Linked DNA regions of Gossypium hirsutum: all the other regions are linked to region 3. Evidence: chromatin contacts called from public Hi-C data. All regions are on one chromosome and are shown on one strand. The core of a region is the stretch at or near the end of the contact, and the rest is flanking DNA. Distances in the headings are between cores, read along the strand shown. Region 1 holds the start of LOC107896850 (transcription elongation factor TFIIS). Region 2 holds the start of LOC107896879 (phospholipase A1-IIdelta). Region 3 holds the start of LOC107895577. Region 4 holds the start of LOC107896876 (signaling peptide TAXIMIN 1).

Region 1 (6,570 bases), core at 2,691-5,190, 190 kb after region 3:
TAAGAGATGGCTCTCGTATAGTGTTGTTCTAAGTTGATATGTTGATTCTGTTGGGCTAATTTCTTGTTTTGGTAGCAACAGATCGCAAGGAATGAGACTCTTATCTTACGGAATCATAATCACAAAGTTCGGAGTGTAGGGGTAAGTGATGGTTTGTGAATTGAACTATTGTCGGCTTCATGATTTAGATTAATCATGTATTAGGTTTGATTCTGAGCATTGATATGCTGATGTTTAGGTTCTGGAGTGCTTGGGGATCATTTTAGCATCAATCGATATCAGGTGTGTACCCGAAACACTAAGAACGAGTCTCGATAAAAAGCTGAAAAGCCTACTGTCGATGTCACACGGACGTGTGGCAGCCCCTGTGACAGGTCGCGTGACTGAACACGGGCGTGTGAATGATGAGCCAGGTCGTGTGCAAATTACACGACCGTGTGATGGACGTAAAGGCCATGTGTGAGACACGGGCTAGATCAATTGGGCCATTTGGGCCATACGGGTGATCCACACGGACGTGTGAGATTTTAGGCCAAGCTGTGTAATCCACACAGCAAAGGCCATTTTCGGCCGTGTTGGCCACACAGGCAGGCCACATGGGCGTGTGAACTCATTTTTCTGAAATAGTTCTATAAGATTGCACGGGTCGCCCAAGTCGACTGTGACCTACTGTAGGGTCGGTATGCATTATCTTGACCCCTAAACGTGTGATCTAGTGTATGATATCTGTACTAAGTCTGATAATACTGAACTAATTGTGTGAATGATTATTGCATATTAGCATGCCATTCATTGTACGTTGCATTGCATCGGAGTGGGTCGATGATTTATTGAAGGAAGTGTCTGAAAGGCTCTTAAGCATGTTATCTGGTAGCTCAGCTGTAAATATGAATTTATGTACCGCGTTTCGGTACAACATGGTGTGTAAAGATGGGTGGGTAGATTTTTTTCCCACATGGTGTATAGGCTTGGATGGAGATGGTGTGTAGAGGCTGGTGGGTAGGATTCTGATATTCCGTTCTGCTTCTATATTTTATTGGGCTAAAGCCCTAATTTATATCTGATTCTGCATCTGAATGGGCTAAGACTCGAACTGATTCTGTAATAGGCTTCGGCCCCAAACTGTTTATTTCTGACTTCTGGTGATTATTCTGAATGTTTTCTGTGGAGGTTACACACTGAATTTGCGAAAACTCACCCTTTTTTATTTAATCTGTACAGGTAATCCTCAGTCATGACGAATCGGTATAGCGGAGGACTCGATGGTGGCCACACGTAAAATTTTAGGCTGACTTTCCATTTACTTCTAGTTTTTAATACTTATATGGAGTTTTTGATGTAATTCTGGACTTGGACTATTTGGTTTTAATTCGGGACTTTATAGAATTTTATGATTATTTAAATTACAACTCATCAAAACTCGATTTTCCTAAAAACTAAGCTTTTCGTAAATAAAAACGGTTTTTCCTAAAATAGAATGTTTCTAAAGCTTCCGCGAAAAAGAGTTACGTTTTAATCACAACAAAGACCATATATTTCTACTCCGTGATAAAATAAAGATTAAGTAACTGGAACGGTTTTAACTCATCAAATCTGACTTCAAACTCCATAACATGTGACGTCACCTGATTCAGCCATAACGTCTGGGCCAGGTTTGGGGTGTGACACCTTCAAACTTTACCGGTAAGTTTTCTGTTACTGATGCCTAATAATCCCGAATTTCATTCTTACACGATCCCTTTAGACACCAGCCTGCATCAAATCTAAATTCCATTTTTCCTTTCCCATGCCTTGTGTTACTTCGGCCTCTCGTATCCATCAAAACCAGGCAATAGGTAGAAAAAGAATGGCTCAAATGTGCAATAGAAAATTCTAGAAACTTACTCCACCACGACGAGTTTGCAACCTCCTATCAAGTTTTTCTCGAATATTGTTTGTAGCAAATTACCCTCTCTCCCAAGTGAATCATCTCCTTGTAAAACCCAAATCACTAAGATCGTAATCAAGTAAAGCAGTACGAAAAGCTTCCATATTTTTCTCTGCATAGATACAATCACCCTTCTTCTTTAAAAAGAAAGCAATCTCATTGAAATCCCCAACAACTAACCACATAAGAGTTTAATCTTAACCCAACTGACGAAAAAGCTCCTAAGTGTTACTGAATCTTTCATCTAGATGCCTATAAAAACCGGTAAAGTACCACATCAAACTATCTTGTTCTTCATAAACTACTACATCTATATGGTGCTGCGAATAACTCTGTAAAATGACCATATCATGTTGCCTCCAACCTAATGAGAAACCGCCTTTAGATCCCTCAGCTCCTACATCGATACCATTTGGAAAACCACAATTCATCCTAACACTTTTCATCCTTCTTGCATTGATTTTGTGTTCCATCAAAAACAAAAGTTGGGACAAATTTCTCTCAGTTTATTCCTGAAACAATGAATTGCCCGTGGCTTCCCCAACTCATGGACATTCCAATTAAAAGTTTTCATTGTGGCCAACTACCCTACCTAGCAGAGCCAGCTGATGCCTCTTCATTGTCGTTTGGCACTCGGTTTCTCTTAGAAGAAAAACTTTGGATGTGCTTCACAACGTCTGTTGTTTTTTCTTCCCATCTTCTACTTGGATAGGACTAGTTTTATCTGATCATATCTCCAAAGCCCAGCAACAGATGGCTCAAAACCACTAGGCCCAAATCCCTTTGTAGTAATGCCATAGATTCCCAACAACATCCCTTCATTAGTGGAGCCTGATTGATTATGATTGAGATTAGGATAAAGATTCCTTAGAAAATCTCCAAAATTGCACAAGATAAGTTCTATTTCCTTATCCAGACTTTGACTTCTCGTTCCATCTAATTTGCACAACCAACGGCTAACTCCCATCGAACCCCTTCTTGTTGGAGCTCGCAAAGTAATATCCCATCTGAAAAAAATCTATGATGAATCCACCCTTACCTTCACCAGATAGAAACTTTCATCATGACCAAGTTTTCCACAGATGAAACAAAATAAGCTATGTTTTTCATATTAAAACCTAGCATAAAACACTCAGTCACCCAACATAACCTTCTTTTTTTGTTTAAAGGCCAATTGCATATCTAAGCAAACCTTTAGCCTCATGTACCGTTTCATCCCTAGAGAAGGAACCATTGTATCATAGACAAAAAAAATCCCCCAAGAAAGATCCAACACGTCGTGCCATTATTTCTGACATAAGGCTCAGTGACAAGTCATGGATTTGGACCCAAAACTCAACATGGTTGAGAGGTAACGTTAGCGGATCCTCTCTTGTCTGTAACTTGTGCATCATCAATAAATGGTTATTGAAAAACCATGGCATTCCTTCTATAATCCTATTCAGATAAACTTCATAAAAGAACTTAAATAAGTAACGCTTCTCATCTAGATCAGTAATAGCAATGCCCCCAATAAGGTGCCATAAATCAGCCATGGTGTTTCTTAAAGACGAAAAATAGACTACACTATCTGTTAAGCAACTGCCAACCAAACAAAAGTGAAAGTCTTCTTTAGACTCAATCGTTTTCTCCTAAAAAACCTCTTCCTCCTCGTCATCAAGATTCAGATTCGCCATCTTATCCTTCATTGATGCACTATCTCAATTTGAAAAGCTGAGCAAAAACTAAAAAGAAAAAACTAAAAAACCATGTCAAAAAGACAGATGGAAAAACGTGCCAAAGAATCGCGGATGAATTTAACGGTGGTTTAGAAAATATCACTTTCATAAACTTTATTGTTGTTTAATCACTCTATCCATATTTTTAATCTTTTAAATAACAAAAAATATTTACTCTATAAAAATTTCCATTAATTTTATAATTATTTTGGGTATTATATATTTATATTTTTTTCAAATTTAAGATCAGCAGTGATTGAAAATGACTAGTAATTAAATCATCTTAATTGATTACTAATACTAGGAGAGTCTAAAAACAGATGTAACAGCCCAGCAGTGTAGAAGAAAGCCCAAATGATGAGAGACCGTCGGTTCCCTTCAGATCAACGGACGTCTGAGAACGATAATCCGTATTTCAAGAAACCTTCCCCCAAAGTTTCTGCCTTGATGTTGACCCAGTTCTGGTCCAATTAAACTAAACCAGAAAGTCCAAAACACCACTTGTATCCTTGATCTTGTTGGCTTCGGTCTATCTCAAAACATCCTTATAAAATGTGAAGCATAGCTTTTCTTATCTTTCTTTTTTAAGTTTTGAACTGTAGGTTTATTTTGGCGAATGGAGAGGGAGCTGGTGGATTTGTTCGAAGCTGCCAAGAAAGCGGCTGATTTAGCCGCTGCCTCCGACGCCGTTTCCGAGGTTTCCCGATGCGTCGATGCCTTGAAGCAGCTCAGGGCTTTCCCTGTCTCTTACGATATTCTTGTTTCTACTCAGGTATTTTTTTTCTTCTCTTTTCACCCGCATTCCATTAATATAGATTTCTTTATTTATTTGAGATCTCATGAATCAACATTCTTATAGCTGGGCTTTTCTTTGCTTTCATTTTGTGACAGTAGATTAGGAGAGAAATTTAATTCCTTTAACTGCATGGTTGAGAAATTAGCTTTTTCTTTTCTCTTGAAATGGTAGCAAACAAGCAGTGCAGTTTATAATATTTTGATTTCGGCTTTTAGATTGTGGGACAGATGAATGGCGCTGCTTCATTTGCTAAATGTAGGAGCATTTAAGATGTATATGGTTATTCCCAGAGGAAGGTTCCTCTTTTATGGTAGAGAAGTGTAGGGGATAGGGTTCTCTCAATTAGTCAAATATATTTATTTTAATCAAAGATTGGGGAGGTCATAGTGGGAGGATTGATAGTGGAGTATAAAATAACAAATCAAATCAATCCTGGCTTGGTGGGCAAATCACACGCCATCACATTTCGTTTCTTCTCAGTTTTCTCCCTAAGGGCGGAACCTCATGCCCCCAAATTTCCCAAAATTTTTATTATACACTTTAAAATTTTCAAATATTTTAATTAAACTTTCTCAAATTTTTTATAAATTCTAGTTCAATCTTTCAAAAGTTTTAAAAAACTTAATTAGAGGTTCCAAAATTTTTGAAAATTTTCATTCATCTTAAAAAAAAAAATTTAATTAAACCCCTAAAATTTATAAAAATTCTTATTAAGCCCCTAAATTTTTTTTTTGAAAAATTTAGGTAGGCCCTCAAACTTAATGGCACGTTCTGCCACAAGTAAGTTAGCAGAATGTTTCTTTCCTTTATTCTCCATCCACCTTTTTAGCATCCTATTTTGTTAACTATTGAGCCTGTTACAAGCTATTCTGTCTTGTAATTTTAGAATTTTAATGAATGAAAAACAGGTTGTTTGATAGCTTTACGATCATGGTTTCGATATAACCTTCTTCTCCATGTGGTTACGTATCTTGTTATGTGTATGTCGTTGAATCTGTAAACTTAAGAAAAATTGATCCCCTATATATATTACAGGTTGGGAAAAGGCTTCGATCTCTCTCTAAGCATCCCAGGGAGAAGATTCAAACTGTGGCTTCTGACTTGCTTGAACTATGGAAAAAGGTTGTTATCGAGGAGACTACCAAAGGTAAGAAAAATGGCACCAGTAGTGCCATTAAGTCGGAGAAACTTCCAAAGCCAAGTGCCGTGAAGTCTGAAAAGCTCTCCAATACAGAAAATGTAAAGGCTGAGAAAGTATCTAAAGATAATTCAGTAAAATCTGTCAAAGTTGAGAAGAGGGAAGCAAATGGAGATGTTGCAATGGCCAAGAAGTCAGATCGGGGAGAGATGGGTAAGGTTGAAAAGATTTGTAAGGATGACAGACAATCACCGAATGTAAAGAAATCATCGCAACCACCTGCTGGTCCACCAAAGCTGACATCAATGGTCAAATGTAACGATCTTGTGCGTGACAAATTTAGGGAGATTCTTGTAGAGGCGTTGTCTAAAGTCCCGAGTGAGGTTGATGGGGACATGCTTGATCAAGTGACTGCTTGCGATCCCATCAGAGTTGCTGTGTCTGTAGAATCTGTGATGTTTGAGAAGATGGGTAAATCAAATGGGGCCCAGAAATTTAAGTACAGATCTATAATGTTCAACATTAAGGATCCAAACAACCCAGATTTAAGGAGGAAGGTTCTTCTCGGAGAAGTGAAACCAGAAAGGCTTATTACAATGACCCCAGAGGAAATGGCAAGTGAACAAAGGCAACGTGAAATTAATGAAATTAAAGAAAAAGCTTTATTTGATTGCGAGCGAGGTGTTGCACCAAAGGCAACGACAGATCAATTTAAGTGCGGTCGTTGTGGTCAACGCAAGACCACTTACTATCAAATGCAGACAAGGAGTGCAGATGAACCTATGACAACCTATGTTACGTGTGTCAACTGCAACAACCATTGGAAATTCTGTTAGTGAAATCCAGAGATGTCGTGTTGACCATCTTGGTTGCTTCACTCTGTTTATGAGGAGTTTGTGGTCATTAACTTTAGAATTCATCTTTCATTCATATTTTTCTGCTATTGGGACTTTGATAGGGATAGCTTTGAGGGATGATTGTGCAAAAACCA
Region 2 (6,108 bases), core at 1,199-3,698, 200 kb before region 3:
TCACGACTCCCCAAAAACATAATCCTCAAAATAAATTTATGGTAGAATCTCAAATGTTTTGATATAATGTTTCATCATAGAATAAAGTCACTATCTGGAACAACCTGGAAAAGAGGAATTTACTAGATCAAAGTGTCTCGAGGAAGGCCACTTTATAACCCTCCTCTTGATTTTGAGTGGGGATATTGTTATACCCCTATCCACATTAAGATATGGCAAGCGAATAAGATATCTAAATAGTAAGTCTACCACTAGTGGCAAGTTGGAAGATCACTTACAAGCTCACCCTTTCGGAATAACTATTTGAGCAATGGATGTCCTAATTGTCATTAGGAACATGAAGCCATTGGTCACCTAACATCACATGGGCCCAACTGCTTTATCCTAGCAAAATCAGAATGAACGATAAAATTTTTTCTGTTACAGACATCCTCATCCCATCAAAGATATCCCTCCCACGCATTTCGTAATGAAGGTTAGATGAAAGTCCAACACGTTAGCACCATCTTATACGAGACCCCTACCTTTAAATTGCTAGAGTATGCCCAAAGAGCAATCATAAGATGATTGTAATCATATACTTGTTTTACCTTATTTGTTAATATAAGGCATTGTCATTGTTATTTCAGTTTCTTTTTCTATGTGTATAGATAAACTGATTAATAATAAAGTCTTGAGAATAATATGATTATTCTTAAAAGGTTCTTAGTCAAGTATTATTGTAGGCTTGGACAATGATAATGCATTGAGGCTAATGTGTAGTTGATTGATGACAAAGTATTGTCATTGACAAAGGGATGTCAAAATTGATACATGAGTATGTGTTAGAGAACAACATACTGGAATGACCCGCTATGATTATGTTTCTTGGATTATTATTTAATAGTCACAACATTACTCATAGTGATAACTATATATATAATCCTCAGACTTGAGATTATCATTGTCTCATCATCTTGAGTCGTATATTTTGACACACTCAAATGTCTACCATAACAGGTTATACTATAAAAACTGATGTTGGGTATACCACAATCTATGTAGTGGGATATGCTTGATCAAGATAGGATTTGTTCCTCCTACATAATGGAAGCAATATCTTAAGCCTCTTGATGGAGTGAGATTAGAAATGCATGGTCAGGCTCAAATAAGTTGATATGAGATATCACACTTATTTGTTTATTGTAGCCTACTCAGAATATCAAGAAATATGATTTTGGACTATACAAGTATAACTATTCCATGACTTGTGTCCAATCTAGATATTAAGGATAAAAGGATATAATACATGAAAAATTATCACAGAGAGGTTATGTCGAATTTCGACTTCTTATACTTTGGGTAGCAATAATGCATTGCTAGTGCCACTCATTGTTTGTAATATTAGAAACGTTCTAGTATTACTACTAGCGTTACAAGAGCCTCAATGTCACACCCTATAGTAGAAACGAACAGAATCTAAATACATTTGATATTGTATTTAGTTGTCACATGAATTGAATTAATTATTGAATTAAATTAATTTGATAGTTAAATATTGAACATGTTATATGTACAAACTTATTGTACACAAATAGAGAATATAGATAAAATTAATATATGAATTTGATTCATATAAAATATTAATTGTATATAGTTTACTAAAATTATTAATATAAAAATTATAATAATTAATTTCTGTCAAAATATAAAAAAGACATGAAAATGGATATTCTTTAGGAAAGAATATATATATTTTTCTGAATTTCCATTTATTTCTCTAATAATAAGGGAATAATCTTTTTTTTTCCTGATTTATGATATCAAAGAAAATAAAAGGAATTTAATCCCTTAGTATGTTAGGGTTAAAAAAAAAAACAAATCAAAAGGTCTAGCAGCCATTATTAAAAATTCTCTTTGAAAAGTTAAGAGAGTTTTTGTTGTTCGTTCTTTGACTGGATGGATTACATAGAGGCCGAGACGTTATTATTACTAGTAGTTGCTTTTTTTAGTTTCAAAAGGTATAATTTCGATCATTATTTCAACCCAATTCATTCCTTGTACATTGATCCATGGCTGATGATCGTCGGAATTTTTTTCCATTGCGCCATACCGACAATCCAACATAAATACCTTAAAGTACAACGAAGAATTGATTGACTCTTCAAGAATACTAAGTCTACACCCTTTCAAGACTCTTTTAACCATAAAGCTTTATGCTATTTTTATTATCACTCTTCATAACCTTTGTCTCTCCGCTCCGATTGAGTGAAACAACCTCCTCAAGAGTCACTCACTCCTTTAAACTCCTCCCTTGTTGTACACAATATCAACGATCATTTATTAATGTATATTTAATTATAAATTTAAACTTTTTGAATTTTGGATAAAATTTATCTTGGGCTCATACTTGAATTGTTATAAAGCTTGCATTATTAAGAGTTCGTGCTAAGATTGGCCTTGAGATGGAATAATTTTGAGCTCGAGTTTAGATTTTTTTTTCTTTTTTATTTATATTCTAGAATTCAAACATCGGGCTCCAATCGTTGAGCACGGAATAAACGTGCTTTCTAGGTCTGATTTGTCCTGCTCTGTTTTGGCAGCGATAATAGTGGGTCATGGGAGCGCCATATTGTCATCCGGAATATGGCTTTTCTATCTCATAAAATAGTACCTATCTTTCCCCTTCCGATCAAAAGATAAAACGACCAGGGCCACAGAATTCCTTTCTTGGTAGCCTATCCATCGGTGGCAGTCAGCTGCTCATGGCCGCAAATCAAGAAGCAGAACCGTCATGGCAGGAACTGCTTGGTAGCAAAAACTGGGACTCGCTGCTGGATCCTCTTCACTTCTCACTTCGCAAACTCATCCTCCGCTGCGGTGACTTCTGCCAGGCCACATATGACGCCTTCAACAACGACCAAAATTCCAAGTTCTGCGGTTCAAGCCGCTATGGCAAGTCCTCTTTCTTCGACAAAGTAATGCTGGAATCTGCCTCCGATTACAAAGTAGAATCGTTTCTCTATGCCACTGCTCACGTCACTCTCCCTCAAGCCTTTTTGCTCCACTCCAGGTCAAGGGAGTCCTGGGACCGCGAAACAAACTGGATTGGCTACATCGCCACGACGTCCGATGAAACATCGAAAGCTCTGGGTCGCCGCGATATCTACGTAGTGTGGCGAGGAACTACCAGAGACTACGAGTGGGTTAATGTTCTTGACGCAAAGCTTGAGCCCATAGAGCCCCTTTTGCGAGTCGACGGAAGTAGCAACAAGGAAATGGGTGATAGTAGCAGTGACAGTGACAGTGACAGTGATAATGAAAATGAGAAGCCGAAAGTGATGCTTGGTTGGCTGACGATTTACATTTCTGATGATCCCAAATCGCCTTTTACAAAATTAAGTGCAAGGGGGCAACTTTTGGATAAGATAAAAGAGTTGAAAGAGAGATATAAAAATGAAAATCTAAGCATAGTGTTCACTGGGCATAGTTTGGGGGCTAGTTTAGCGGTTTTAAGTGCTTTTGATGTAGTTGAGAATGGTTTAGTGGACAATATTCCTGTGGCAGCTTTTGCTTTCGGTTGTCCACAAGTGGGGAATAAGGCCTTTAATGACAGGATGAAAAGGTATCCAAATCTTACAGTTCTGCATACAAAGAACATAATTGATGTCATTCCTCACTACCCTAGCGTGTTGTTGGGGTACGTTTATACGGGGACTGAACTGGTAATCGATACCAGGAAGTCTCCAAGCTTGAAGGACTCAAAGAATCCCAGTGATTGGCATAATTTACAGGCAATATTGCACATTGTAGCAGGGTGGAATGGACAGGAAGGAGAGTTTGAGCTGAAAGTGAAGAGAAGTTTGGCTTTGGTGAACAAGTCTTGTGCGTTTCTAAAAGATGAGTGCTTGGTGCCGGGTTCATGGTGGGTGGAGAAGAACAAAGGGCTTGTGAGAAATGAAGATGGGGAGTGGGTAATGGTTCCAGCAACCGATGAAGACTTGCCTACACCTGAAGCTTAAATGCATTTGGATTACCGTCTTTGGCTAGTAATACCTTTATTTGGTCTATTTTTCTTCCTTTCGTTATGTTCTATTTTGTTAACTTTGCATGTTACTTGTATGTCTTGGTCTACTCGAAGGAGATTAGGGATGGTGATTGCTGCAAATACATGAGATCAAGTGCTATCATCCAGTATAAAATGTATCTGTCTGATGCTAAATTTAGTAATCTGTCGAATAAGTTGCTGCTTTTTTTTTGGGGGTATAAAATAATAGAATTTATATTTGATACTTAAGTTATCCTATAAATTTATATATTGAAAGTGAATTAGGTAATGCAATTAAAAATATTGGAATAAGATTAAATTAATAAAATATTATTATTTGATTAAGTTTTGCCAACAATTTCTTGAACTAGTGATAAGAGTATTATGTTATAGGTAAGAGGTTAGGTTTGATTTTATTTTATTTTATTTTAAATGTGCTAGGTTTAAAAACTCCACGAACAAATTCACCAAAAAAAACAAGCAAATAGAGTGATTGGTTGACAAGTGTATTATATGAAATATTAGAAAACAAATATTTAAAAAGAGAAACACATGGCAATAATTTCTTAAAATTACTTATGGCATAAAAAAATGAGTATATTGTTAATATATCAAATATTAATCCTTAAAATTAAAATAATTAAAAAACTTGCAAGGGAGTAAAACAAGATTAAATAAAAATGATTTAAACATTATAAAAAAACATGCTGAGAAAATCATAAGTAAAACAATTGAAATTTGAAAATGTTGAGATAATTAAATTAAAAATTAATAAAAAATCATAAGCAGAAAATAAAATAAAAAATGGAATCAACAACTAAAAAATAATAAAAACTAGAAAAACCTTTACCAAAAAAAATTGAAATTTTACAACCACGGTAGTTTTATCAAACTTTGATGTTTGATTAAAAAATAAAAAAAATAAAAAAGTTGAAATAGAAAATGTAAAAGAAAAAAACCGACTGCTCTAAATCTAAAAGATTTAAAAATAGTGGTTGCACACCAAAAATGGTTAAAATATTATAAAAGGAGAAAATATCTTTCGCTATTTTATAAAAGAAAAAAAAGTTAATTAATGGGAAAATGGACTGCCTAGAAACTAGTTGGGAGGAATAGGAATAGGTTACAGCTCCCATGACCAAACTAATGTTTGGTTGGCTGTAATCTCTATTACCACCTATATTGACTCTGTTCCTATTCAAGGAACACGCTGCATAACCATTCCCTTCCTTCACTACTGAATAGAGGTATTGAATAGGATTTGTTTTTTTCCTTTTTAATTTTTTCCCTCACCTTTACCCTCCTCCTTCAACGATAGCCCTTCTCACCCAACCATCATCCTTCCTTCTTCTTTTTCTTTTCCTTTTCCTTCTTCCTTCTTTTTCTTCTTTCAAGGATTCACTGCTTTCAGTTGGGATCCAAGTTTGCTGTTGTTGATATCTGATCAATACCATCCTGCTCGGCAACAGTGGAGTTCGCTGCTTCTACTTATCTACGCTTCTTCTCTTGGGTCTAGCTCGTAGATCCACCACCACAATCAAAATCGATTTCCTAGCTTTCGTTTCTCTTCTCGATGGATCCCACTTCTCTCCCTGCTGTCGTCATCGACAATGGCTCTTGGTACTGTTTATCTTCTTGTTTTTGTAACTGAATATTACCCTAAACTACGTGCTCACTACCTGTTTGGTGAAATTGCCTAGTTATTTTAGACCCTTATTTTTTTGTTATTATTCAATTGGTTCTTTTTTTAAAAAAAAATTGTTTGCAGATATTTGTAAGATTGGATTTACGGGTAATGTAGAGCTGAGTTTTATTCAACCAACAGTAGTAGCAGTTAATGAATCTCTTTTAAATCAATCTAAAGCTTCTTCCAAATCTAATTGGTTAGTTTAGTATTCAGCTGGGGTAATGGCCGATCTTGATTTCTTCATTGGAGATGAAGCACTCACGCGATCACGATCGAGCAATAACTATAACATTATCCATCCCATTAAGCATGGCAAAGTGGATAATTGGGATGCTATGGAATGATATCGGCAACAATTTATTTTTAATTATTTACGGTGTGCTCTTGAGGATCA
Region 3 (6,001 bases), core at 1,027-3,526:
ATGATATCTGGTCTGTGTTCTATATTATACTCAAGAAAAATGCAAGGAAATCTAGCATTGGCGCAACCCTGACAGTTCCAAGAAAAAATTGAGAGATTCATAAATAATAAAATTATATAAAAAGAAAAGTACCACTACTATCAAGAATCATTCAAATCACTAGGGTCAAGTTCAACTAGAGCTCCTGTTCTGACTTCTTTCGATAAATCAGAGGAAATAAGCTTTGCCACCTCTTCCATAAAATCCGCTAAAGAAACTCGTGAATTGGTAGAAGCTTTAAAGCGACTCCCTCGTCCCCTTAGAACATTACTATTCTTGTGTCCACCTCTAGCAGCGCCAAATTTCCCATTAAATTTTTGGTCCTGAGTTCCTGCACTACCTGCGCTCATAAACTCAATAGTACGACCTTTAGACTGATCAGGAGAATTAGAAAATTTTTTAAAAATAACAGTAAAATACTTCCCCTTATCTAAAATACTATCGGTCAACTAAACTGCAACCTCAAATGGACCTTCAAAAGCCGGGTTGAAATGTGCCTTGATTTCATCCAGATTTTTAGCTTGCAAATTTGAGTCAACACCATTCACAAAATTATCAATATTCAGCAAAGCATTTTCAATTTTAAAATTAGTACAATTTAAATCAAAATTAAGAGGGACCTGAGAATTATCGGCATTGGGCATCGCATGAAATTGTTGCTGGTAATTTATGGGCCTGGATAGAATCAAAGTAGTATTTTGCTTCCCCACCATCCTATTTTCGTGGTTATCTACAGCCCTCAAATTCAAAGAAGCGCAAGAAGCAAACGGACCATCATTTGTTGGACAAACATATGGACCAAGAACAATTGGGCTTGTCTTAGAGTGTGACCCAACCAAAGATCCATCCGACCCAGCATCATTTTTACTCCTTTTTCCCAGGCTTTTCAGCCTTAAACTGTTCATTTCTTGGCCCGATAGGGCTCCTTTCCCCATGCACACAGTAACAGCATTACCTATCCTTTTTTGGGCTTCGGAATCTATCCCCATGCTTTCCATAGACCCATTATGTGAATTAGGCATGATTTTAAAAATTCCCTTATCCCTAGAATCAGGGATATTCATTTCAATTTCCACTGACTGAGTAATCAAACCCCTATTATATTCATTCGTCCTTCCTTTTTCACCACCGCTCGTCTCACCCTCATTAATAAGGGAATCAAATCTGGAGCGCAATCTTTCTTTTCCAGCTATCTTGCTACCAGATTCTCGCAAATCTCTCAATCTCCGCCGGGATCTATGCTCCACCAGCATCCAAGGTCTGAACGCCGATTCGGTTTCCTTCCCAAGTTCATCATTATTTTTGCTTAACTCACCGTCAGCCACTGGTTCTTCTCCCTCATTACCGAATGTTTCTTTTGACAATGAGCACATCTCCCTCACATGTCCGTATTTTCCACAAGCAAAACAAACCGTTGGTAAGCCTTAGTACTCCACCCTTTGAATATCGCTATTAACACGAATCTAAGAGATAAGAGGTTTGTCCAGATTAATTAACACATCCATCCTGGCAAATCTCCCTCTGGTTCTATTATCAGTCTTGAAATCAAACTTTGCAACCTTACCCATTGTGCTACCAATCACCTCAAGAATCTTCCTCTTATACATAAATCCAGGTAATCCAGGTAGCCTAATCCAAGCCATGACGACACTTGGGTAAGGTTGGAAAGGGGAAAAGTCTTTTGTCCATGGTTGAACTGTCAAATATTGCCCAAAAATTATCCATAGTCCTTGGGTTAGAACCTTTTCATAATCGTTGTTATTCTGAAATTTAGCCAAATAATATCCATTTTCAATATCCATTAATTGAAAAGGTTGTATAGGCTTCCAAAGATTACTAACTCGATTAAACAGAACACCATAGCTAATATTTCGGCCTAATAACTTCAAAACTACTGTCATCTCCATCTCTTTATATAATAATTGTTTGACACGATCAGAAAAGTCAATTGCCGGGAGTCCATTAACGGTGGATCTGATAACATCATCTTCTAACAGAATGAAATCTCCATCACTACCCTCATCAAAACCTGCAATTCCCTGGTCAGCCCCAATAAAACCAGACCCTAATAGTTTGTCCTTCCAAGACACTATCATGCTCGAAGATGGAATAGAGTCCACAGCCATATCAACAGCGACCCTGTCAGATCCATCTTTAAACCTTACTTTCTTGGTATTGCGATCTTCAGACACTCGCGAGTCACCGTCACCTTCGACCACTTTTGGAGAATTCTCCATCGCTGATAACATTGTCTTTTAATTCAATAAAATTGTGTACTGTTACTGTCAAGCACCCTTTGAAGTGCTTTTTTGGCACCTAATTAAAACGGGAAATTTACATATAAGGTCTTTGGAGTTTTTAGATCATTACATTTTAGTCTGGTGACACCAATATGTCAGCGGCACAATTAGAACAATATAGCAAATGCCTTTTTTTGTTACATTTTTCATAATTAATTAATTATTTTTTATATTATTTTGAGTAAAAAACCCTTAAATAACATTAGGTTGTAACTTAGTAAGCAAATGCCTCTAAAATAGTAATAGAATTAACAATAAAATAAAAGTTATACAATATTCAAATAAGAACAACAAAATAGTAGCAAAATAGTAACGAAACAACAACAAAATAGTTAATTTGGCCTGAGCCAAAAAATCTTATCCGATGCCTAATCTATATAGAAAACAGGTCTTATTTTTTGTTCAAATCTATTTTTAGACCGATATTATTGTCCAAATCCTTCTACTTTTCAAACGGATTTTCAAACCTAAACAAGTAAATTGTAATAATACGAGAATAAAATTAGTTTTATATATTATATGGATAATTATTTATTAATTTCAGTTGTGGCTATGCGTAAACTGAAAAGGAATGTAAAAGTGTCCCACCTTTGTATTGTTAGGTCAATTAAGACGGCTAAAACCACTCAAATGTGTATCTGAATTTGCTTTGTTGATTTTTTTTTAGATTGAATGCGATGTATGAAATTTGATTTTATGTAAATCATTCTATATGATATATTTAAATAATAATAAAAAGGTCAGTGGTGTCAAGAAAATTAAAATTATTTTTAACTTTTCATTTTCATAAATTAAAAAAAAATGAAAATTTCATTTTCTAAATTTTCCATATATTTTTATTTTCAAATTTAAATTTTTTTTAAAAAATTTCAAACAAGCCCGGTTGAAGAGAAAATGAAACTGACTTCTCTTTTTTAAGACCAAACAGAGGCTAGTTTTCTCTTCACTCATTGTTTAGTAAAGTTTTATTTTATTTTTTTAAAAATAATCTTTAGGTCCGGATTATATATATATATATTAGACATAATGTCTAAAATTAATTATAACATCTCTCTAACTCATAATTAAGAGTATAATACATTTCAACATACTTAAATTATGTCTTACGATAATTGAGCTGAAACTCAACTTATAAATAATATTTTATTTTGAAATTAAACAAAAATCTAAAAATATAATGTGTAACTTATATATTTCCCTCTTTTGTCAGAATTTGTTTTTCTTAGGCTGATAATCAAACAAAGATGATAATATAAAAATACTGGTGTAAAGAGGGGACCAGAGTTTTAATGGGTTTTGTCATTATCTTATTTTGGAATCAGTTTATATCACAAATTGTTGTAAAATAACATAGGCTTTACATTTTGAGTTGTCATCCACTCGTATGAGTTAACTCAGATTCGATAAATAATTCAATCTGCACAATTCTTTCAAATATATAATTACAAATTTAAATATGCAACGATATGAGTGGATGTGGGAATTTACTTTTTTTTTCTTTTTTTAATAATTTATTTTTAAATTTCAAATTGAATCATTTTTTATTTAAATTCCTTTTATAAACTTTATCACACTGAGGTGTGAATATTATTTTAAAATAATGAGAAAATATTTTATATATTATTAATAAATTTTTTACATTTCACGACTAAGGTGATGAGGTTGACAAATATTCTATATAAATATAATGAAATATTTTTAAAAAATTATTTAAAACCATTTATAAAATCTAAAATCTTCAGTTATAATATACCAAATATTATTTCTTCCAAAAAGAAAAACAATGGCGATAATAATAAAAATGCATAAAAGAGAAATTGTTCACCTAAAAAAATTATAATAATAAATCTATTAACAATATTTTTTTTTAGAGGGTATAGCTCTATAATACTTTAAACACTAACAAACATTTAATTCTCTCTTCTCTTTTTGAGTAAACTACTAGTATTTATCAAATTATATATTTTCTTTTAATTATAAAAATTTATAAAACGGTCACTTAATTATTAATATATTTTTTTATCATTTAATTATGAAAAATTACAAAATGATTACTTAATTATCAGTATTTTTTTTGTCATCTTGGATTTTAGAGTATTTTTATTTTTATGTTAGCCAACCGGTGACAAAAAATGAATAGTTAAGTATCTAACTTGTAACTTTTCACTTGTAACTTTTCATAGTTAGATGATAAAAAAAATTACCAATAATCGAATGATCATTTTGCAACTTTTAATAATTGGATGACTAAAAAAGAAAAATATCCACAATTGGCTGACTTCAACAGGAATTTGTCCTATTTTGTATTCATTGTTTCCCGCCCGAGAAAGAAGCGAAGAAAAGGCAGGTGTCAACTGTTAATGATGGAAAACTATATTATAAATGATTAAAATTAGAAATCTATTAGATGTGGTTTTCCAAAAATTATGAATTGGGCTTTTTTTTTTTTTTATAAGTAATAGAATGGAAGTCGTAGGTTGTGTTGATCCACAGAGGTTGTGGGATGAGCTAAGCACGTGGCCGGGGATGAGTTTGTAACATCACAAACCACATGCTGTCCCCCATATTCTGTTTGCACATGCTTCGCCTTTATATACAAAATCAAATCCATTTCATTGCTTCTCCTAAACTTATATTAAATGCAACTCACAACATTTAATTTCTAATCTAATCTCATTTCCATATGCCTTAGCTTTGAAATCTATAACACGTGGTTTTCCAAATTTAATATGCAATCATAAATGTTTTTCTTTTTAAAAAAAAATTAATTTATTGTTATTAGGTTATTAAAATGAGACTATTTATCTAAAACTTATCAAATCACTCCAAATCCAAATTGAATCACCAATTACTAAATTAGTACAAAAATCTAGCCAAATTTGCAATACATTTTGACAAATATATAAATAAAAGATTAAATTTCACTATTAATTCTGAAAGTTGTGGATCCATGTATATTAATTTGATTAAGTTTAGTCTCTTACTTTTTAAAAAATTTAAAATTTTAGTCCTGATTCAGATAGTAATAATTAAATCCATTTGATTAAATTCAATTACTAGTCATGCACTATGCATAAAGTGATAGATTCAATCCATATTATTCAATTTGATTATTCTAAGCCTCTATACTTTTTTTTTTCAAATTTTGAAATTTCAATTTTAATTAGATTTTTAGTGAGTAATATAATAATATGTTTGTGATATCATATTTTAGAAATAGTAGAACTTAACTTAATAAATTTAACTGTTAGTCTTCGGGGAAGATTGAAATTTTAAAATTTAAAAAACTATAAAGACTAAAAATAATTAAATTAAAATATAAAAATTAAATTTAAACTTTTGCGACTGCTAGTAGAATTTAACCTAAAGAAAAATATAATGCTACGTTTCAATGGCAAAGTTAACCTTGTTAACTCTTCTTTATTTTTCATCCATAATCTTATATTGTTTTCCGGACATGGAGAGGTGAGGTGAATAAATAAATAAATAAAAATGAGGATGTGCGCGGAACTTAAATTTGAAAGTAGAGATTGGTATTCAAATGGTTTAAATGCCGAAAGGTTTTTGTATTATTTCAAAATTTAAAATTTAATCCCTTAGACAGAATCATTATACTCTTTTCTATTTAAAAAATTTGGTCTCTTTCTCAATTTTGCCATTAC
Region 4 (6,279 bases), core at 3,300-5,799, 130 kb before region 3:
GTAGCTGATGTTCACACACAAAATGATTTAGCTGAATTGTTTATCAAATGCCTCTAACTAATAGCTAAATCATTACTTATGAGAACAAAACTTTCCATTTCAACATGAGATTGTATTGATTTACATGTTGTACGCATCAAGCCAATAAATTATAAATACTCTCCATTACAATTTATTTTTGGTCAAGAGTCAAATATTTCCCATCTTACAATTTTTGAATGTGCGGTATATGTTCCAATTGCTCCATCAGAACACACAAATATCGTTCATAATAAGAGATTGGGAATGTATATTTATATGAGTCTCCTTATAATATTTTTGAGCTATTAATTATAGGTTTAATTATGACATGAGTTGTCAGTTTTCCCAACATTAGGGGGAGAGGATAAAAAGCTGGATTGATAAAGTACTTGAAATGAATTATCAATATCTAAGATCCTCGTACAAAGGAATGCGAACCAGAAGTTCAAAAGATGATTCATTTTACAAATCAATTGCCAGATTCATAAAATCTCACATACCAGCTGAAAATGCTCCAAAATGCTCCAATACGAATTGATGTCCTAATAGGGCAAACTGTTAGTACAAAAGAAAGTAATCCATGCCTGAAGCGTGGAAGATTGGTCAGTTTCAAAGATAAAAATCCTCGTAAAAGGAAAGGAGCAAACATTCAAGATGGTCATATAGTGGAGGCGGGGGTTACTGAAGAGACCTATGACATAACTAATTATAAAACTCAAGAAGAGATTTAGGTACCTAAAAGTGAAAATGGAAATGATGAAAATAAAGAGATCTCGATAAGTTATGTCAATACGAGAAAAATATGGAATAAAAAAAATGTAGTTGTTCGACAACAATTTTGCTTATAATATTGCTATGGAAATAATAAAAGAAAATGAGGATCTTGAGCCTAAATCTACTAAGGAATGTAAAAATAGAAAAGATTGGTCAAAATGGAAAGATGCAATTCAAGCAAAATTGAATTCACTTTCTAAACGTGAAGTTTTTGGACTTGTAGTCTAAACACCTAAAGGTGTAAAAGTCGGTAGGATATAAATGGGTATTTGTGAGAAAAAAAAATGAAATTGATGAAGTCGTAAGATATAAAGCTCGACTTGTAGCACAAGGATTTTCGCAAAGGCTTGTCATTGATTATGAAGAGACATATTCTCCTATGGTGGATGCAATCACATTTAGATATCTTATTAGTCTGGCAGTACGTGAAAAACTTGACATGCATCTAATGGATGTTGTTACATCCTATTTATATGGTACACTTGATAATGAAATTTATATGAAAATCCCTGAAGGATTTAAAATCCCAAAAAGATATAGAGTTTATTGAGAAAATTGCTTGATTAGATTAAAGGAAAGTTTTTATGGATTAAAACAATCTAGTCGTTTATGGTACAATCGTCTTAAGGAATACTTGTTAAAAGAAGGTTATAAAAATGATCCAATTTGTCCATGTGTCTATATAAAAAGCTTTGGATCAAATTTTGTGATAATTGTTGTTTATGTTGATGATATAAATATTATTAGAACTCCTGAAGAGTTTTAAAATACAGTAAATTGTTTAAAGAAAAAAATTGAGATGAATGATCTTAGAAAAACAAATTTCTGTCTTGGCTTACAAATCAAGCATTTAAACGATGGAATTCATGTTCATCAATCAACTTATACGGAAAAGATATTAAAGAAATTTTACACGGATAAAGTACACCCATAAAGTACTCCGATGATTGTATGATCGTTAGATGTGAATAAAGATCAATTTCGCCCTTGCGAAGATGGTGAAGAGTTTCTTGGCTCTGAAGTACCATATTTAAGTGCCACAGGGGCATTGATGTATCTTGCAAACAACACAAGACCTTATATAGCTTTCACTATAAACTTGTTAGCAAGATTCAGTTCTTCTCCAACACATAGACATTGGAATAGAATTTAACATGTTTAGATATCTCAAAGGGACTATTGATATGGGGTTATTTTATTCAAATGATTCGAAATCCCTATTAGTCGGCTATGCTAATGCCGAATACTTATCAAATCCATATAAAGGTAGATATCAAACAGGATATTTATTTACATGTGGGGATACTGCCATATCATGGCGTTCAATAAAGCAAACACTAGCTGCCACTTCTTCAATCATGCAGAAATAATTGCAATGCATGAGACAAGTCGAGAGTTTGTTTGGCTAAGGTTATTGACCCAACATTTCCAGAAGATATGTAATTTGCCTTTACAGGAAAAGATGTCAACTATCTTATATAAAGATAATGCAACATGTATAACTCAATCGAAGGGTGGTTACATTAAAGGTGATAGAACGAAACATATTTCACCAAAATTATTATTCACCCATGATCTTGAGAAAAGAGGTGATATAAATGTTTAACAAATTCGTTCTAGTGATAATTTAGTAGATCTTTTTACTAAGGCATTGCCAACTTCAACATTTGAAAGACTACTACAAAAGATTGGAGTGCGTCGACTGAAAGATGTAAAGTAATGTTGCCATAAGGGAGAGTCTAAAAATAAGTTGTACTCTTTTCCTTTAACCAATATTTTGTCCCATTGGGTTTTTCTGATAAAGGTTTTTAACGAGGCAGCTTGTAATAGAAGATTGTGTACTCTTTTTCCTTTATTAGGTTTTTTTATCCCATAAGATTTTTCCTAATAAGGTTTTAATGAGGCACATTATCTATCAACGAGCATCCAAAGGGAAGTGTTATGAATATCTTATTAAGTGGATGTCCATTATGATAAATATAAAGTTTTGATGTACTTTAAATTCTAATAGTTATTAAAATCAGATCTCTACTTCTTTTATACTTCTTATGCCTATAAATAAATACTCTGATAAAGCATTGTAAATCATCTATTTGATTAATAAAGTACATTCTCTATTACTCTCATATTTTCTTTGTTCTTTATTCTCCCCGTTTCTCTTTATTTTATAACATAATGTTATTAAAAATCATTTGAATTTTTATAATTATAAAACTTTTATGTCCAAATTTAGATGCATTATTGGTTTTTTTTATTTTTATTTTTTTATGATTTAGCTTAAAATTGTTTGTTATTATCTTTAAAAGTTTTATAATTTTATCTCAAATACTTAACTTAAAATTCTCAATTTCTTATTTAAATATATATAATTATTCACTATAAAAAATTGAATTAAAAGTAATTATATAAACACCTAGAATAAATAATAATTTTTTTTGAGTTTTTACACATTTGAACATATATATTTAGAATTTTTAATAATTTTTATAATTTAATTTTTTTAAAGTTTTGCACTCATCTAAAATGAATTTGACAACTGTTTGTCTAGATTTATTACATATACACATTTTATCATTTTTTAATAAAATAAAATTTTTGAATTTTATTTTTAAAATTTTTGATGACGTGACACTTCTAGCTACTTTTGTCAGCCACGTCAATACGATTAATAGTACTTATTGACTATATAAAATTAAATTAAAAGTAATTATATAAACACTAAGAATAAATATAAATTGATTTTTGAGTTTTTACACATCTACAAATTTCCACAAATATTTTTGAATTTTTTATAATTATCAATATTTTTTTATGTTACACGTTCAAAATGAATTTAAACAATTTTTTATCCAAATTCATTTCATATGTACATTTTATTATGTTTTTAATAAAATATTTTTTTATTTTTATTTTTATTTTTTTAATTGTTGTTGACATGGCATTTCTAATTAGTTTTGTTAATCACATCAATATGATTAATAGTTAAACCAATAAGCTAACAATTTCTGTTACTCAAAGAAGTTACTTAGTTTTTTTTAATCATTAACTTTTTTCTAATTTAATATGTATACTTAATATATCCAACCATACTTTAAAATTTGTATGTCTATATTATACACCATTTCTCTACTCATTTTCCAATTTTTACAAAACAGTTCCTCGAGATTCTGCAGTTTTTACAAATCAATCCCTAATATTTAAATTTTACAGTTTTTTATATTTTAGTCCCTGAATTTAGAATCTTACATTTTATACAATTTAGTCATTGAAATTTAAATATTATAGTTTTAGAGTTTAGTCCCTAACCTATGAATTTTACTGTTTTTACCAGTTATTGTTTCAACATGAATCAAAATTTCTTGTTGGGTCTGGATTGGGTTTGGGCCTGACTTGCTCTGTAATTCTCCTTATGGAAGATGTGTATGCTTTTCATTTTTATGAACAAAAAAGGTCAGAATTGGAGAAGGGGTAGGCAAAAAAGGGCAGCTAAGACTGGGATTGTCAGGGCAATTAAGGAAGATGATGATGGGCTGGGATGTATGTTTGGGTAATGGAATTAAAACAAACCTGGTTGCTTGGAATACCCATTTCCGCGGTTTATCCGGATAGATGGAAGTTGGGTGCTATGGCGCTGTTCATTTTGGTATCTGAAAAAGAAGAAAGTGATGATTTGAAAGTTTTTGTCCACCTGTCATATATATGAATAATTTAAGAGATAAGATCTATACATAACGTGTTAACTACTGTATCGCCAATAATATTTCTATCCAAAAAAGCAAAGTCAATATCACACACAAACACCTATTTCATCTTATACCATTTTCTGTGTCGCCTTTACTTACACACCGGGCCAAAAAGTAAAACATTTTGTAAAGCAAAAAAATTAAAAACATGTGTTGTGATGGAGATTGCAGGCCACTGGGCTTCCTCCTTGGCCTTCCCTTTGCTTTTCTTTCTCTCATCATCTCTATTGTTGGCGTTGTTGTTTGGATCGTGGGGTAGTCCTTTCCATTCCTCCACTTTCTTCTGCTGTTTGCGAATTGGGATCTGGGTTTTAATTTCTTCTAATTTTCTACCTCAATCAACTTATCAGCACTTGGGGTTTTTGCTTGCAGGTTGTTGTTGACACTGATCTGTCCTTGTTGTTTGAGCGTGACGGTGCTAGTAGAGATGGCGCTGGAGTTGGTCAAAGCTCCAATTCATGTCATGGAATGGTTCACTGAACAAATCCCTTGTTAATTCCACACTCACTGCTTTGTTCTGCTTTTTTTTTCTCTTTTGGGGGTACAATTTATTGGTAGCATACATGTTTTTCTGGATCTCTTGATTATATGTTCTTGATGTAGACATGGGATTTATGAGGATTCCCAATTAATATTCTTGTGGTTTGGATTTTGTTTATTGTTGATATTATTCATTGTCATTGGTTATGATAAAATAAGTTATGTCCAATATATGCTGATCAAAAGTGCATTCGTTCTGGCAATTCAAATCCTTAACCAGACCACCAGGGGGAATTCTGTAGAACCTTTTATTACTTATTCGCTGTTGATTCTTGCAAAAAAATAAAACACAAAAGGTTGAATGGTAAAACTGTTTTCTGGGAATTTGGTGTTTCCAGTTAAGTTACTTGTTTTAATGCGCTGCATTCAGGACTAAGAGTGATAATGACAACGTCAAATCCAGACGAATGTTAGTGCTCACTTCTCTGTTCCACTTATCAGTAAATGGATATAGACTAATCTGATCAAATTTTAATCCTCTTTGTTGAAAATAAACAATTTGAGTAGAAATCAATCCTCAATGTTAACTAATATAAAAATAATTAATTACAAAAATGTATCAAACAAAAATTACTTATAAAAATAGGTCGAAATCTACAATCGCCGGTACATCTAATCTCTACCACTTATTACATAATCATGTTGTGGGAAAAAAATAATTTTCAAGTGTTAAGCAAGTATAAATTTTCAAAAATAACTGTATTTTCTTGTTTACACAGCACAAATGATATAGAAGGAAAAAATATTTTTTCAATATGGGGTAACTTGATATATTGGCAACGCCAGTATTAATTTTTTTTTAAAAGGTGGCTGACAAAAAAAAATGTAAGGTGGTGTGGCCAAGTGGTCAAGCAGCACCGATTTGAATTAAAAAAGAAATTTAATGGGTGCTGATTGACACATTGGTGGTATCGATAAATTTTTTTTATTAAAAAAAGTGGCTGACAAAAAAGAAAAGAACTGATATTTTTATGGGTATCGTGTGTCAATGTGGCAGCACTAATATTCTATTTAAACCACTCTCTCACAAAAAATTCAAATTCTAGATTGTTTATGGTTTCGAACAAATAAAACAAGAGAGGAAAAAGAGTTGTTAGAAATTAAAATTTAAAATCAACAATATTTGTTTTTCATTTGAGAATTCAAGGTTTTCTTTTTTACCTCATAAATCAAATTTAGATTGATTAGGTTAGTGTGTAAT

What was found. Hi-C and Micro-C count contacts between places; a contact is called where the count stands out from the background.
Region 1: a contact with region 3 is called in a Hi-C map of leaf, with 2.5 times the contacts expected there. The contact joins the promoter of LOC107896850 here to the promoter of LOC107895577 in region 3. A contact is called at or near these places in 3 of 34 Hi-C or Micro-C datasets (callus and leaf).
Region 2: a Hi-C map of leaf shows a contact between it and region 3, with 2.8 times the contacts expected there. The contact joins the promoter of LOC107896879 here to the promoter of LOC107895577 in region 3. A contact is called at or near these places in 5 of 34 Hi-C or Micro-C datasets (callus, hypocotyl and leaf).
Region 4: a contact with region 3 is called in a Hi-C map of leaf, with 3 times the contacts expected there. The contact joins the promoter of LOC107896876 here to the promoter of LOC107895577 in region 3. A contact is called at or near these places in 8 of 34 Hi-C or Micro-C datasets (anther, callus, hypocotyl and 2 more).

The regions. Positions count from the first base shown.
Region 1 is chrA10:88,624,343-88,630,912 of Gossypium_hirsutum_v2.1, reverse strand. LOC107896850 (transcription elongation factor TFIIS) reads left to right here and starts at 3,940. Exons shown (of 2, transcript XM_016822146.2): 1 at 3,940-4,417; 2 at 5,477-6,570. The coding sequence starts at 4,262. The coding sequence ends at 6,415.
Region 2 is chrA10:89,014,827-89,020,934 of Gossypium_hirsutum_v2.1, reverse strand. LOC107896879 (phospholipase A1-IIdelta) reads left to right here and starts at 2,448. Exons shown (of 1, transcript XM_016822176.2): 1 at 2,448-4,271. The coding sequence starts at 2,745. The coding sequence ends at 4,001. LOC107896878 (a long non-coding RNA gene) reads left to right here and starts at 4,863. Exons shown (of 2, transcript XR_005903347.1): 1 at 4,863-5,647; 2 at 5,796-6,108.
Region 3 is chrA10:88,812,896-88,818,896 of Gossypium_hirsutum_v2.1, reverse strand. It overlaps LOC107895577, which reads right to left and starts at 2,276. Exons shown (of 1, transcript XM_016820836.1): 1 at 1,503-2,276. The coding sequence starts at 2,276. The coding sequence ends at 1,503.
Region 4 is chrA10:88,948,968-88,955,246 of Gossypium_hirsutum_v2.1, reverse strand. LOC107896876 (signaling peptide TAXIMIN 1) reads left to right here and starts at 4,549. Exons shown (of 2, transcript XM_016822174.2): 1 at 4,549-4,793; 2 at 4,911-5,247. The coding sequence starts at 4,687. The coding sequence ends at 5,034.